2 separate regions of the Mus musculus genome follow, and region 2 is linked to region 1. The links are chromatin contacts, called in public HiCAR-type maps. All regions are on one chromosome and are shown on one strand. Each heading gives the region's core, a stretch centred on a gene start, on an enhancer-like site or on the middle of the called end of the contact. The rest is flanking DNA. Distances are from core to core; before and after follow the strand shown. Region 1 holds the start of Sntb1 (syntrophin, basic 1). Region 2 holds the start of Zhx1 (zinc fingers and homeoboxes 1).

Evidence for each region. HiCAR-type assays count read pairs that join an accessible place to other places.
Region 2: a HiCAR-type map of astrocytes shows a contact between it and region 1, with 2.7 times the contacts expected there. The contact joins the promoter of Zhx1 here to the promoter of Sntb1 in region 1.

What each region holds. Positions count from the first base shown.
Region 1 is chr15:55,902,409-55,909,670 of GRCm38.p6, reverse strand. Sntb1 (syntrophin, basic 1) reads left to right here and starts at 2,722. Exons shown (of 7, transcript NM_016667.3): 1 at 2,722-3,647. The coding sequence starts at 3,080.
Region 2 is chr15:58,074,010-58,081,271 of GRCm38.p6, reverse strand. It overlaps Zhx1 (zinc fingers and homeoboxes 1), which reads left to right and starts at 4,764. Exons shown (of 4, transcript NM_009572.4): 1 at 4,764-5,115.

The sequences.
Region 1 (7,262 bases), core at 1,473-3,972:
AGGGAGAGCCCAAATGGCTGGCCATTTTAAGTATCACCAAGACAAAGTTAAAATATATCAAATGGAGGAGGGCAGTGTGTTCTCTAAGCTTTTGAAGAAAGAAAGGTCAGAAGGAAATGTTTCTATCTTCTAATGAAGGGCTGGGCCTTCACCAGAGATTTGTCCCTAGAAAGGACTCTGCGTTCAGATGAGCACTGGGGCTATGGTTGCTAAGCTGTATTTTTAACAGAGGTAAGACAATGGTTAAGTTTCAAGTTCGTGCTGCTATTTACTAATTACATGTGCCAGGTATTAAACCTGAGCCTCCACTTCTTCAACAGTAAATGGGAGTGGCCATTACAGAATTGGCCCTCAAGTATTGCCTAGAGGATTGGGTTAACATGTGGAGAGTACTTAGGGCAGGGACTGTAATTACAATCCAACTAGCAACACCACATGCATGCCTCTGGCCTCCTGATAGTCAACTTTGGTCTCCTTTCATTCTGATGTAACTTTCAACCAGGAATCTATTTTCTTTCCATAGAGGTGTGCATACACAGAAGAAAATGTGCTTAGCACAGAGATTCGTGGAAAAGCCCATCCCAGAGCCTGCCATTTCTAATGCCTAATAGATCAATTACTTTGTGGGTGTGTCTGGCATGCATCTACTGCAGAGCCACAGAGGCAAAGCATTAGGATGCTGGCTGGGGGTTTCTGGTCCAGGGACAGGTTAGCTTTGATTTTTTCATCTTCACATTGGCATCCTGGTAGCAATGCCAACGCTAGTGATTTATATTTCAAAAGCAAACACTTAGTGATGAAGGGCCTGAAACCTCAGCCTCTAAACCAAAGGCCAGCTCCCCCCTCCCGACTCTCTCTCTCTCTCTCTCTCTCTCTCTCTCTCCCTCTCTCTCTCCTGTGTGTGTGTGTATGTGTGTCTCTGTCTCTCTGTGTTTCTGTGTGTGACTGTGTCTCTGTCTGTTTCTGTGTGTGTTTCTGTGTCTCTGTGTGTGTTTGTGTGTGTATGTGTGTCTCTGTCTCTGTGTGTCTCTGTCTCTGTGTGTGTCTGTTTCTGTGTATGTCTCTCTCTCTCTCTGTTGCTCTCTGTCTCTCTCCATCTGTCTCTGTCTCTGTTTCTCTCTGTTTTTCTCTGTCTCTCTCTCTCTCTGTCTCTCTCTGTGTCTCTCTGTCTCTCTCTCTCTCTGTCTCTCTCTCTCTCTCTCTCAGGTTTCTTTCCAACAGTGGTGCCAGCTGTGTTAGTTCCCTGGCTAACCCAGTCCAACAGGAAGGACTGAAGAACTTCCTGGGCTCCTGTCCCTGTTGTGGGCAGGTTTACATGAAAAAAAAAATGAAGATTTTTTTTTTTTTGAAGTATAGAAAGTTAAAACTTACAGGAGCAGGACAGTGGCACACCCTGTGTGAGCTGTAGTGACTTCAGTTTCTCAAGAAAGTCTCAAGTATTTTCATTGAGTTCTGTAATCCCTGTCAGGGACTTCACGGGGATTCCTGAGAGTTTTTAAGTATCCTTGATTAAGTAAGTCTGGAAAGAACTAGAGCTGTTTGCTGCAAATACCCATCACAGTGGGGTGATGACATGCATGTTACAGAAGACCCTCTTCCTACTGGCATCTTATCAGGAGCTTCACCTTCCAGAATTAACAGATTCTGCTTTTTATTTTGTCATCTGGAGAAAGGAGAGGGCACAGCAGGAAGACCAGTAAGTCTTAACACAGTTTAAGTGAACTGTGTGGGACCTGCTTAGCAGAACTCTGGGATGTTCAGCCATGGCTTGGGTTACAGTTAAGGTGGCATTTCCTGATTGGCCTAGGAACGGAACCAAGAGTTACAATGCCATCACCTTGGGACAGAGCAGCTTAAGAGCCAAACAAGCAGTTTTCAGGGAACTTGGAGAACAAACCTATTCTTAGCTTTTAAAGAAGACATTTCCTATATGGAATCTAAGAACAAAGGAGGGAGCCCTGAGAAGCGTTTGGGCTGGCACGGGGATGGGGTTGGGGGAAGTATGGAGCAATGCAAAGAGCAGACACTGAGTTAGACACTGTGTCCTGAAGATGAGGCAGACAGTGCCCCGTTGAAATTCAGGGTAGGTACTGAAAGAAAGCCCTCTTGTCTTCAAACTCCCCCAAAAGATGCCTTGCATTGACTTAGAGGATAGGAGTACGTGGCTTGATGAGGCTTCATTCTATGTTCTTGTGACAGTTTTCCCCTGACTTCTGGCACAGCCTAGGATCTCTCTCTCTCTCTCTCTCTCTCTCTCTCTCTCTCTCTCTCTCTCTCCCTCTCCCTCTCCCTCTCCCTCTCCCTCTCCCTCCTCTCTCTCTCTCTCTCTCTCTCTCTCTCTCTCTCTCTCTCTCTCTCTGTAGTTTCCTTCCCAGAGTCCTGGGATGGGGGTGGAGGGAGACTGAGTTGAGGCAGCGAAGGTCTGGTTTGAGGAAGACTTGGATCTTCAAACACCTGCGGGAGGAGAGAGGGGAGTTGACTCAAGAGGATAGAGTGAGCGCACCTACTAAAGGTGAGTGTGGAAACCCGTCGAAAATAGAGGGTTGAGAAGAAAAGGGGGTGGCGGCGGGGTTGGGGTAGTGGTTTGTGACCCGGTAGGTTTGGGGGAGCTGCGGCAAGGTGCGGCTGAGAACTGAGGCACCCGGGTCTGAGCCAGCGCGACGTGGGAGTGTGACGCTGCAGTGGCGAACAGGTGAGCGGCTGGGGCTCCGGGTCCCCGCCCTTGCCTCCTCCTACCGATTCTCTACAGCACTTGGCCGCTCCGCAGCTCCTAGGCTCCTCTCGGTTTGGGGTTTTGCAACTGGCAGCTGGCTTTTTTCCCTCCTCCCCTGTCGAGGGCTCTCCGTCTTCTTTTAGGTTGCTCCACCCCGCCCAGGATCAGGCGAGGGGGAACAAGCTCCGCCGCTGCAACTGGCGCCCGGCGCAGCCGCGAACACGGGGAGTGGAGTCCGGGGTCTGAGCGCGCGCTGCCAGGCATCTGCTTCTTCCGTGCCTCGGTTACCCTGAGTCCTCCCATCCTCACCCCTTCTCTACTTTTCCCCCGTTTGCAATCACATGGCATTTTAAGAATGCTGGAAAGATGGCGGTAGCGGCAGCGGCTGTGGCTGCGCCGGCTGGCGGTGGAGGCGCCCGGGCGCAGCGGAGCGGACTGCTGGAAGTTTTGGTGCGGGATCGCTGGCATAAAGTTCTGGTGAACTTGAGCGAGGACGCCCTGGTGTTGAGCTGCGAGGAGGGCGCTGCGGCGTACAACGGCATAGGGGCTGCCACCAATGGTTCGTTCTGCAGGGGCTCCGGGACCGGGCACCCGGTCCCCGGTGTCGCTCAAGCCCCGGACTCTCCCGCCGGGGTCCGCACCGCCTTCACCGACCTCCCGGAGCAGGTACCTGAGTCCATCTCAAACCAGAAGAGGGGCGTGAAGGTGCTGAAGCAGGAGCTGGGCGGGCTGGGCATTAGCATCAAAGGGGGCAAGGAAAACAAGATGCCCATACTCATCAGCAAGATCTTCAAGGGGCTGGCAGCGGATCAGACCCAAGCCCTGTATGTGGGCGATGCCATCCTGTCGGTGAACGGAGCAGACCTGCGGGACGCCACCCACGACGAGGCAGTGCAGGCATTGAAGCGCGCAGGCAAGGAAGTGCTGCTGGAAGGTAAGGGGTTAACCCTGCGCCGGCCTTATCCCGCAGTTCCACTTACTCTTCTGCGCGTCAGCACACTCACACTCACCAGCCACTTGCCCCAAAGCCCTAGAACCCCACAGTGCCTGTGTTTTGCAAAAGCAGTGGCACGACTTTCTTTTTTGACAACTTTTACTACCTGGGGGCAAACTCATCTTCACTTTGGCCCTGACCCAGGGCGCTGTACTAAAACACTGGAGTGCCTGGGTTTTCCTGGCTTGGATGAAGTGCTTTAGTGCACTGGTGTCGGAAGTTTCATACTTATCGGTACACGTGGTTTCATATTTTTATCTGCGGACAATCCAAATGTAATTTGGAGTCTGGGAAATGGACCGGGAAATGGAGAGTGGACGGAATTTGCATCTGCCCACATTGTAAAGCAGGGCCACTGACTCTAGGCAGCTCTAGTACTTTTCTACTTTGGCAAAAATTTTCACAGCCTAGGCAATCCAGCTGTGAAGACCTGAGAGGTAATAAATAAATAAATAAATAAATAAACAAATAAATAAATAAATAAAAATAAAAGCCAGAGAGAGGTGGCAGTATTTGAATGCTAAAACTCAGCCACCCGTTCCTGCTTCCCTTCCCTCCAGCACCAGAGAGAGTCCATGAGGCTGTGCAGCTTTGAGTAGTGCCAAAGGCTGGGAAAGATGTTGCCAATGTAGGCACAAGTTCACTTCCACTGCAGGGTGTTCAGCCGGTCAGTCCGGATTCCAGGTTCCCCTGGGTGGAGAGCTGGTGAAGTGTTTTCTTTTTTCTGCTGGTGTCTCCTGGAGAAGTGTGAAATCCACTCTGCATTTGTAAACAGATTTCCCTGCCCATGAATATGAAGAACTTTCGAAACGCTCTCTGAAAATCTGGTGTCTTCAACTCTATAATCATCCAATGGGTATAGACTAGGAAGTACCAGTTTGGATGTGGCAATATGGGGGTGGGGGTGGGGGACTCTGAGCGTTTCCTTTGCCCCAGCTCTGGTTTTCTGTCTTTGTAACTCTTAGTACACACTTTGGCTGGCACTCACACTGCGTGATAATTTCATCGATTTTTCTCAGCTTCTTCCTAACTACAGATTGAGTTGTTCAGAGATCCTTTATTTGGATAGGGGGCTCTCCGGAGCTTGTATCCCTCAGTGACATGCATGCAGGTTGAGGGAGTAAATTAACTCAGCTACTGAGACACTATTCCAACCTAGACTTTATAACGTGGTGGTGATTGACTTAAGCCCTTAAACTAAAATGTAATCAGTTCCCTGTTCACCCAACTGTCGTGCTGATGTGTGACTCTGGGAAGCCAACTTGCTTGGCATGTGACAGCAGATGAAAACTACTGGCAATATGTGTCTGCCTCCTAACCTGGAACACAAAGGGGCTTTTCTTTTTTTTAATTTTATTTTATTTTGATTTGTCTAGAAGATTTGTGATGTCTTCATATTTAATTCACTGCCCCCGAATCCAGAACCTAGAAGGCTATTTGGTTTGGCTTGATGATTAACATAAGTAAAGAGGAGAAAAATTCTTGATCAAGAATGTGTTGGTTTGGGTGACAAGGGACAGGTGGGATCTTGTGAGAGTGTAGCTTGGACTATAAACTTCTGGGTGCCTGCTCAGTTTGTAATCAATACTGAAAATGCAGATGGAAGGGGTGACAAATAATCATATTTTACTTCAGGCATGTCCTTTACTACATCCCTTCTTCCTGTCTCTGAATATTTCATGAATTTAATGAATAATAACTTGCCAAGGACATTAAGAAACAACCTGGAGTTGAAAATGATCTTAGAAAAAGGAGTGTGTGTGTGTGTGTGTGTGTGTATGTATGTATATATATATGTGTGTGTATACATATGTATATGTATGGTATGTATGTATGTGTATATGTGTGTATGTGTGTATGTGTATATATATATATATGTGTGTGTGTATGTATGTATATATATATATATATATGTGTGTGTGTGTGTGTGTGTATACATATGTATATGTATGGTATGTATGTATGTGTATATGTGTGTATGTGTGTATGTGTATATATATATGTGTGTGTGTATATACATATGTATATGTATGTATGTGTATATATGTGTATGTGTATATGTGTGTATGTATATGTATGTATATGTATGAGTATATGTGTGTATATGTGTGTATGTATACATGTGTATGTATATATATATGTATATGTGTGTATGTATATGTATGTATGTGTGTATATGTGTGTATGTATGTGTATGCATATATGTGTGTGTGTGAGAGAGCATGTATGTATGTATATGTGTGTATGTATATGTATGTGTATGTGTGTATGTATATATGTGTGTGTGTATGTATGTATGTATGTGTATGTGTGTGTATATATGTGTGTATATATGTGTGTATGTGTGTGTATTTGTGTGTGTGTGTGTGTGAGAGAGAGAGAGAGAGAGAAAGGGTCATGTACTTCTTAAAGAGTGACCAGAAAATGAGTTCTGTAAAAAGCTCTCTAGAGACATTCTAAAGAACACTGCATCATGCTTTGCAGTAAGGACATCTGGAGGAGACCTGGGCATCCCTAGCCCAACTTTTCAATTATTGTCTGCTAGTTAGTGATGCTATGAAGGAAGGTATGACTTCAAACAGTATCCTGCCTTCTCACCACATCTTCTCACCTTTACACCCTCACCTAGCTAGAGATGTTGCCTAATGATTTGCACATTCTAGGCAAATATTCTACCACCAAAATTCATTCTCAGGCACCAAACTCAGTGTCTCTTATTTGAAACCAAGTGTTTATTGTCCTCTGTGGTCCTCACTGATGTGGGAGTGGTCACATACCATCAGCTCAAACATCATAACCCTCCCTTTTGTCATTTAGCATAAAGCAAAGATTCCCAGTGAGGAGACTTGTTAGAGCCACCTCCACACCATTTTACATTCTCATAACCTAGCACAATGTCAGTGTCTTCTGCAAAGTACAAATAAGGAAAAGGTCACCTCTTTACGTCATAGGGTGACCTTGTACAACTGCGCACTAAGAATATAAGGATGCAGGTACTCAGCTTCAATAAAATTGACAAGAAATGCCCTGTTTAAAGTGGGTAATCTGCTCTACTTATTGAAGTTGTTATTTCTTAATTAGAATTTCTTGGAAAAAGGAATTATTTTGACTCTCAATTTCTGATATCACCATCTATCTACCCATCTATATCTATCTGTCATCCATAATCTATTATTTATAATCTATCTAGTTATCTACCTATCTATCTACTATCTATCCATCTGTCTATCCGTCTATCTGCATCAAAACACCAGCGCTGGAAGACAAGCCCTTCAGAGGCCATGGGAGTTAACCATATCGTGGAGAGAGAGACTTAGCTAGCATTTCTTGAGCATTCTGCTTGTGCCAGGCTCTGTTTTCATCTGCTTGGCAACTCCATGAGGCCAATACTGTTGTTGTTCTCTTTCCTAATGAGGAAACAAAAGCATTATGTTATCTACCTAGAGCCACAATAACATAGCTAGAAGGTATGAAGTCTATCTGATGTCCCAGCTCAACTATCCTCCACGTAAGGCCCAGCCCAAGCTTCACCAGGCTTCCATGTTGTTGAACCAT
Region 2 (7,262 bases), core at 3,515-6,014, 2.2 Mb before region 1:
AAGAAGGCATCGGATCCCCAGGATCTGGAGTCACAGATGGTTTTGAGCCACCACATGGGTGCTGAGAATGAAGCTCAGAGCCTTCATTCTTCAGTGCTCTTAATCACTATGCTATCTTATCTCTTTAGCCCCTAGGCCAATATTTGTTAACACAAAGCCTTAAGTTCAATTATGTAAAAGTTGCCACAGCTGCATGTCCAAAGCAGATTCACAACTGCATCTGATAGCCACTAAATTTGCATTTCCTACCAGGAGTGGGATGGACCTGACCACCTATTTTTAAGTAAAGTACTCTAGTAATATTCATGCATGCTAAAGTTTAATGACTGCTAATTAGCATCTTCTGCTAAGACTGTGAGACAGTGAAACGTTGTATTTCCTAGCTTACATATTGCTTTCCTAATTGTCTGCTATCTGTGTCCTAACCTTTAAATATTTTCTTTTAAAGACAGAGTGCAGGCTGGTCCTTACTCTGGAGACCAGGCTGGAATCACAGGCATGGGCTACCATGGCCTAGCTCTAAAATTTTTGATTAAAAAGAATATACTGCAGGAAGGCAGGAAGAAAGCTTAGTTCTTGACCTTAAATTAGCAGTTGGCCTCCAGAGGTTCTTTTATGGTTCAGGATTGTGCCAGAGACCTGTGATAGGGAGAGGCCCCCAAAAGGTCTATGGAGATGACTCTAGCTGAAACTCCTAGAAGTAAGAGATAGGGATCCTGGGATCCTGGGACTCCCAGTGAAAGAATAAGGACAGCAATCCAACATAAAACCTTTGACCCAGGGGCTGGAGAGATGGCTCAGTGGTTAAGAGCACTGACTGTTCTTCCGAAGGTCCTGAGTTCAATTCCCGGCAACTACATGGTGGCTCACAACCTGTTGCCTGCCTGCCTGCCTGCCTGTGGATCCCATTCCCCTAAATGGTCCACCTTGTCTAGCCTCAGTGGAAGAGGATGCACCAGGGGTTGGGGAGTGAGAGAGTGGGAATGAGGGGGTGACACCCAGAGAGGAATGTAGGATAGGGGGAGGACTTGTGTGAGGGGAGAAGAAGGGCTAATATTGGGTTGTAAATTAAGTGAATAAATAAATTAAAAATTATTAGTTGGCTAAGAAAGGAGATTTAATACCATATTAAGTGATGTGGAGTGCAGTTTCTTTCTTCTTTTTCTTGCTCTCATGTGTATTATTATAATGCCCTTTTATTTTTAAAGACTTATTTATTTTATGTATATGAGTATACTGCAGCTGTCTTCAGACACGCCAGAAGGGGGCATCAGATTCTATTACAGATGGTTGTGAGCCACCATGTGGTTGCTGGGAATTGAACTCAGGATCTTCTGGAAGAGCAGACAGTGCTCTTAACTGCTGAGCCATCTCTCCAGGCCTATAATGTTTTTTAAAAAGTCATTCTTTTTGAAACAAGGGGTAGTAGCATACACATTTAATTCCAGCACTCAGGAGACAGAAGCAGCTGCATCTCTGTGAGCTCAAGGCCAGCCTAGTTTACAAAGTGAGTTCAAGGACAGCTGTGCTACATAGTGAGATAAACACACACACACACACACACACACACACACACACACACACACACACACTGCTGTTTTGTGTTTTCCAGACTGTTTAGTGTAGACTTTTTTTTTTTTTTGTAGAAATAAATTTATACCCTAATAGGTAGACCAACCTAGGTGGCACCATGATTCAGTTATAAAGCCTAACAATATGTTACTCTTCAACTCCATATGCAGAAGTTAGATTTTCTTGTCCTGGGTTCCCAGCTATACTTCTGTGCTAGAGAAAGGAGTGGGGCAGGGGGAGGATTTTTATAACTGTCAGGAGGAGCACAGTACTCATTTCTCCAGCCATTACCATACGTTTATTATTTACATGGAACGTGCAGTTAGAGGAACAGGAAAGGACTTGTCCTAAAGCTGACTTTGAAAGCTTGTTTGGGGGAACAACATTTAGAATGATCATCTTTTGTTGTTGTTGTTCACCCTCTGAACTAGCCATCAGAGAATTGTGGGACCTTTCCATTAGGGCATATTTCTCAAGCTCCCCTAACTATAGTCAAATGTTTAAAGTGTCTTAGTTTGATGTATTTTTGGTCTGTTTTATGGTATCATGTTTTAAAAACTGCCCCCCCCCAAGGGTAGAAAGAAGAAAAAGAACAACAGAGGGACGTGCCTACAAACAGAGCTGCTGGAAGTCTGTTCCTCAGACCAGGCTGGCGTTTACCACTTTTTATTCCAAGGGCTTCATTTTCTCCCAACACTCTCTTCAGTGTTCCAAAGGTGGGGTGGGCTCTGAAGAGCAAAAGCGCTGTGCTTTTTAGAACCCTACTGAACGACTTCTCATCTCTAACAGGGCTGAAGTCTTGTCATGCTCGTCTGGGGATGACAAGCCGCCAAGTTTGTGCATAAAAACTCTAGGCTTCTCACTGTGCCAATCCGCGGTTAAAACTCACTTCTGGAGCTGCGCAGCTGTTAAAATCAGTCATATTTACAATTTTTATAAATGAGTTTATTTTAATAGAAACAAGTTACCCTGTAAGCGTGGTCTCTAAACAGATTTATGTGGGCTGGCACAATCTGCTATGGGAAACATATATGCATATTGCTTAAGTCTGCAACGTTCTCTCTCTCTCTCTCTCTCTCTCTCTCTCTCTCTCTCTCTCTCTCTCTCAAGTGCTGGTAACAGTCTTGCTTTGTGCAAGGATGCCAGATAATTGGCAGCACTTCAGCCAGGGATACTGTTCCCAGCACTGTGCTATTGAAATTGTTTTCCTGGACAGAAATGCCCTGTGGGAGTGACCTTAAATTGGGAGGCTTTGGGGAGTGAAACAGGCTGGCTGCTTTAGAGAGAGAGGGATAAGACTATAAACTAGTGCTAAAAAGGAGGAATAAGAAAAGGGAAACAGAGAGAGAGAGAGAGAGAGAGAGCTAGAAAGCGAAGTCCATATGCCTCAGCCACTTCAGATTCTCCTCAATTTTCACTTTGATGTATTCTATGAGCATGTGTTTTTGCCTAGCATCTAGTCTGTAAGATCCTGGAAGACAGAACAGAGCCTTCCGGATCCATGGCTTCCACATCTATGATTCAACCAACTGTGGATCAAAATGTTCAGGAAAAAAAAAATCATGCATCTCTGCTGAACGAGTCAACTTTTTTTCTTGTCTCGGTATGTTAAACAGTTACAGTACAGCAGCTCTTTGCCTGGTGTCTACATCATCCTAATAGAGATGAGGTAAATTCCATCGGGGCATGTGCACAGATTATATGCAAATTCCATACCAGTTTATTTAAGGGACTTGAACAACACTCTATTTGGGTATCATGGAGGGTTCCAGAACAATCCCTTTTAGATACCAACGGACAACAGGATGGCCTTACTCAGTTTTACATCTCCTTTAGTGTCCGGCACATGTGGTCCTCAAAAAGCAAATGGTTGAATGCATGAACAAAAGGTTGAATATCTGAATTTAAAATATTTTCTTTGTTCAGAGTTAAATCCTAAACTGGGATTCTCAGTGGACCTGGAACTGTCTTTGGGGTGAGCATAAACTGGTGTGTGTGTGTGTAACTTTTTGTCTTGTATTTTTCTTATGAGGGATACATAAATACATTGTGTATTTAAACACATTGTGTATTAAATACATTGTGGAGAATGCATTGTTTTATTTTACTGATGTTAGTACTGTATTATAAATACTTTCCATTAAACCACTTTCTATTAAAAACTACACTGATTTCTTAAATTCTTTGTATAAGTAGTTTGCATTCTGAATTTAGTTTCAAGGGGCTTGAGCGCTATTAATTTTTGTTTTAAGAATGGGCCGAGAGTGGGACAGGGTTGGGTTCCTCTGCTGGTGAGACCATTAAGCCTCAGCATACACAAGTTTTAGAATTTTAGGATGCAACTAAATATTGTGCACGTTGATATCAGCAGCCAGGTCTTCCCTTCATGTAAATGCAGAGTGCAAATTTTCGGGCTGGTGTGGCTTGGTGGAGCTCTGCTATCAAAACACAAAAGGGTCCATGACTGGAATGGGGGTGGGGACTAAACATCCAGGCGCCAAAGAGTTCTCTTACGTCCGTCCGGAGCGGCGAGTACAGGAGCGAACACTCGGAGTGGTTTCCTTTCGCCCTCGTTTGTTATATTCAATGGAACAATGACGAGAGGGCTGAAGGGCAGAGGTGGGGAAGACGCTGAGGTCCTCGGCTGGCCGCGCTGCGGGGCTGGTGCCCACTGCGGAGAGCTCGGCTTCAGTCAGTGGCTCTCCGGGGAAAGAGGGACGGCAGCAGGAAGCAGAGGCGGGAGGCTCCAAGTGGGGCCACACTTAACTTTTCCCGTCCAAAGCTGGAACTACGGGGCTCCTGCTGGACTCGGGCTAGGAAGAGGCGGAGCAGCGGCTGACAGGAGCGCGGGACTGTTGACAGCGGGTGGGGGCGCGGCTGGCATCCAGAGGGCGCTGCCAAGGAGGAGCCGAGAGTGACAGTGGGCGTGGCTTAGGGAGGGGCGGGGCCTTAGGACGCCGGCTCCGGGAGAGATGGGGTTGGTTTCGGAGGACCTAGGCAGTTTCAAGGGAAGAAAGCGACCGAGGTCGCGGGAGGCGGGGTCCGACTTCTGACGACCGCTGGCCGAGCAATCGCTTGAACGGGGCGGAGCCTCGCAGGCCCTGGAGGAGGAGCTTCTCGCGACGGGGCGTGGCTTCTAGTGACAGAGGCGTGGCCCCCTCCTGACAGGGGGCGTGACTCTCCCTGACAGAGGGCGGGGCGGCGCACACCTCCCGCAGCGCCCGGTTCTAGAGGAGCGGCCTGGGTCGCATCCCAGAGGAGCGGCGGAGTCCTCGAGTGGGGTGCCCGGCTCGTCCCCGCCTCGGCTGGCTCCTCCTCGCGGCCCTTGTGGGTTCAGGGAGCGGAGTCTCTCTCGCACCCTGGCCTGGCCTCTCGGCGCTTCTGCCGGGCTGCAGAGCTCCGTGGGGGGCCCCCTCGCGCGAGGGCCCTCCGAGTGGTTCCGGGGTTAGGGTTCACGGGTCAGAGTTGACTCCCTGAAAAGTGCAGTCGCTCTGAAATGCAAGATGGCGGCGGCGAGGCGCTGAGGCGAGGCGGCCCCTGCAGGTAGCTGCGCGAGCGGGCTGGGGACTGGGCCTCGCGGTTGCGGGTGGAACCCGAGCAGGAACTCGCGGCGGGTAGGGAAGCCGAGAGGCGCGGGCGCTGGCGCGACACGGGACGGGGCAGCAGCGGGACACAGACACCCCCCCCCTCTTCGGGACCCAGCCCACGGTGCTGGGGCACGCAAGATCGGACCCGGGGGGAACTGGGCCTGCCCCGCGGCGGGGCGGACGGAGTCGCAGCTCCCGGATTCTCTCGGGGGTTGTCAGAGCGAGGACGGAGCTCTGGGTGGAGGGTTTGGAGGGAAAGCCCCAGCGCCTTGGTTGGGAGAGCACTGAGTAACTTGGGGGCGCAGAGGGGATGGGGAGCCGGTCTCCCTGGGGGGAAGGACGTCTCTGGGACAGCGGACCCTAACTACCGTGCGGGTCCTGGGGAAGATCTCCAGCGTTGGGCCTCCGGAGGCGTGAGGCCACCTCGTGGGGACACGGCGCAGCCCCCCTCTGAAGAGTCAGCCAAGGATCTCCGGCTGGACTGTAGCGCACTGGCTTTGGGGTCGGAGCAACGGGAAACCTCAGCAGAGAAGACTCAGGAGTTGCATCCCCAAGAAGTATAGTGCGAAGTATATTTTGAGGAAGAGCAGGCTTTTAGGGGAGAAGTTCATTAAAGAGGGTGGAAACACACTTGTCTCTGCTTAGGTAGTGGAGCGGGAGTGCAGACTTGGGAGAGCGATGGACCAGAGGAAACTCCAAGCCTTGGGGCTTAAAGGGAATTGGCTAGGAGGGAATAAAAAGGACTGGGGTCTGATGGCAGGAAAGCCGAGCCCTGACTCATTTCTTGTGTATTTACACCGAAGTTCCAAGAGAGGGACTTAGAATTCTTTGTTTCGGTACTCCAAAGGTACCAGTAAGAAACGAACCAAACGGAAGAATAAGATTCTGTTTGCTATCCTTAGCTTACTCTGGGCAAAGCAATTGGAAAACTGAATGTAGAGAAGAAGCATAGATAAAGTAGGAATGCTCACAGTACTTTTCTGTCACTAACCCTTCTCTAAAAGACAAGACCAAAACAAACCAAGAAGAGATAAAATTTAGGAGGAAATTATGAGAAAGGCCGATTGAGAAGTTGTGACATTTTTAGGGTGGGATTCCATGCAATTCGAAGAAGCAATTCTCTCGGAGATTAATATTATGGCAAATGAAAATCCGGAAGGACCACTCCTTCCCCAGGAAAAGACTGTGTATTGTGGGGTACACAAGTACACCTTTCTATTTGTGGTGCTGGTCATTGTATTTCAGAAGTCTTTGTCCTAACACTTTAATTTGTATGCAGTAGTAATTACCTGTTTCTTTTTAAAATGCCTTGAAAAAGTCATTATTTCAAACTGGCAGTGGGGATTAATAGAAGTTTGTTCAAACAAGGCTACTGGCACATAGATTATTTCTAAAGAAGCAATTCTGATTCCAGATTTTAAGCGAAGGAAAGAAAGGCTGAGTGCTGCCAGGGACAGTAGTTGGGTAACAGGGCATATAAGGAAAAGGACATTCATGAATATTTTTTATCTTAGTTTCTCTCTCCATCCTCCAAGCATTTTAAAAGTATACAGACTAATTTTAGGCAAAGTAAAATGCATAATCTTAGATTTTGTTTTGAATTGAAGTTTCAAAACATAGCCTAGTCTGGCCTTGATGCCATGGCAGTCCTCCTGCCTCTTCCTTGTCAGTGCTGGGATTACAAGTGTGTACCACCATCTCAATCTTAGATACTAATTTTTTACATTTTTGTTTATTTGTGTTTGAGTGCAGTTATGTGCACATCCCACTGCCTGCATGTGGAGGTCAGACGACAACTTTCAGGAGTTCTGGGTAGCAGACTCAGGTTGTCAGGCTTGGTGGTAAATGTTTTTACTGACCAAACACCTCACTGACCCTTAGGCATTTTTGTTAATATAGAATTTATAGTATTTTATTTATCAATGATTTTTTTTATAGAACTACCTCTTGATATGTTTTATTTGACTGCTTAGATTAAAATGAGAAAAAAGCCGGGCATGATGGCACATGCCTTTAATCCTAGCACTTGGGAGGCAGAGGCAGGCGGATTTCTGAGTTCGAGGCCAACCTGGTCTAAAAAAGTGAATTCCAGGACAGCCAGGG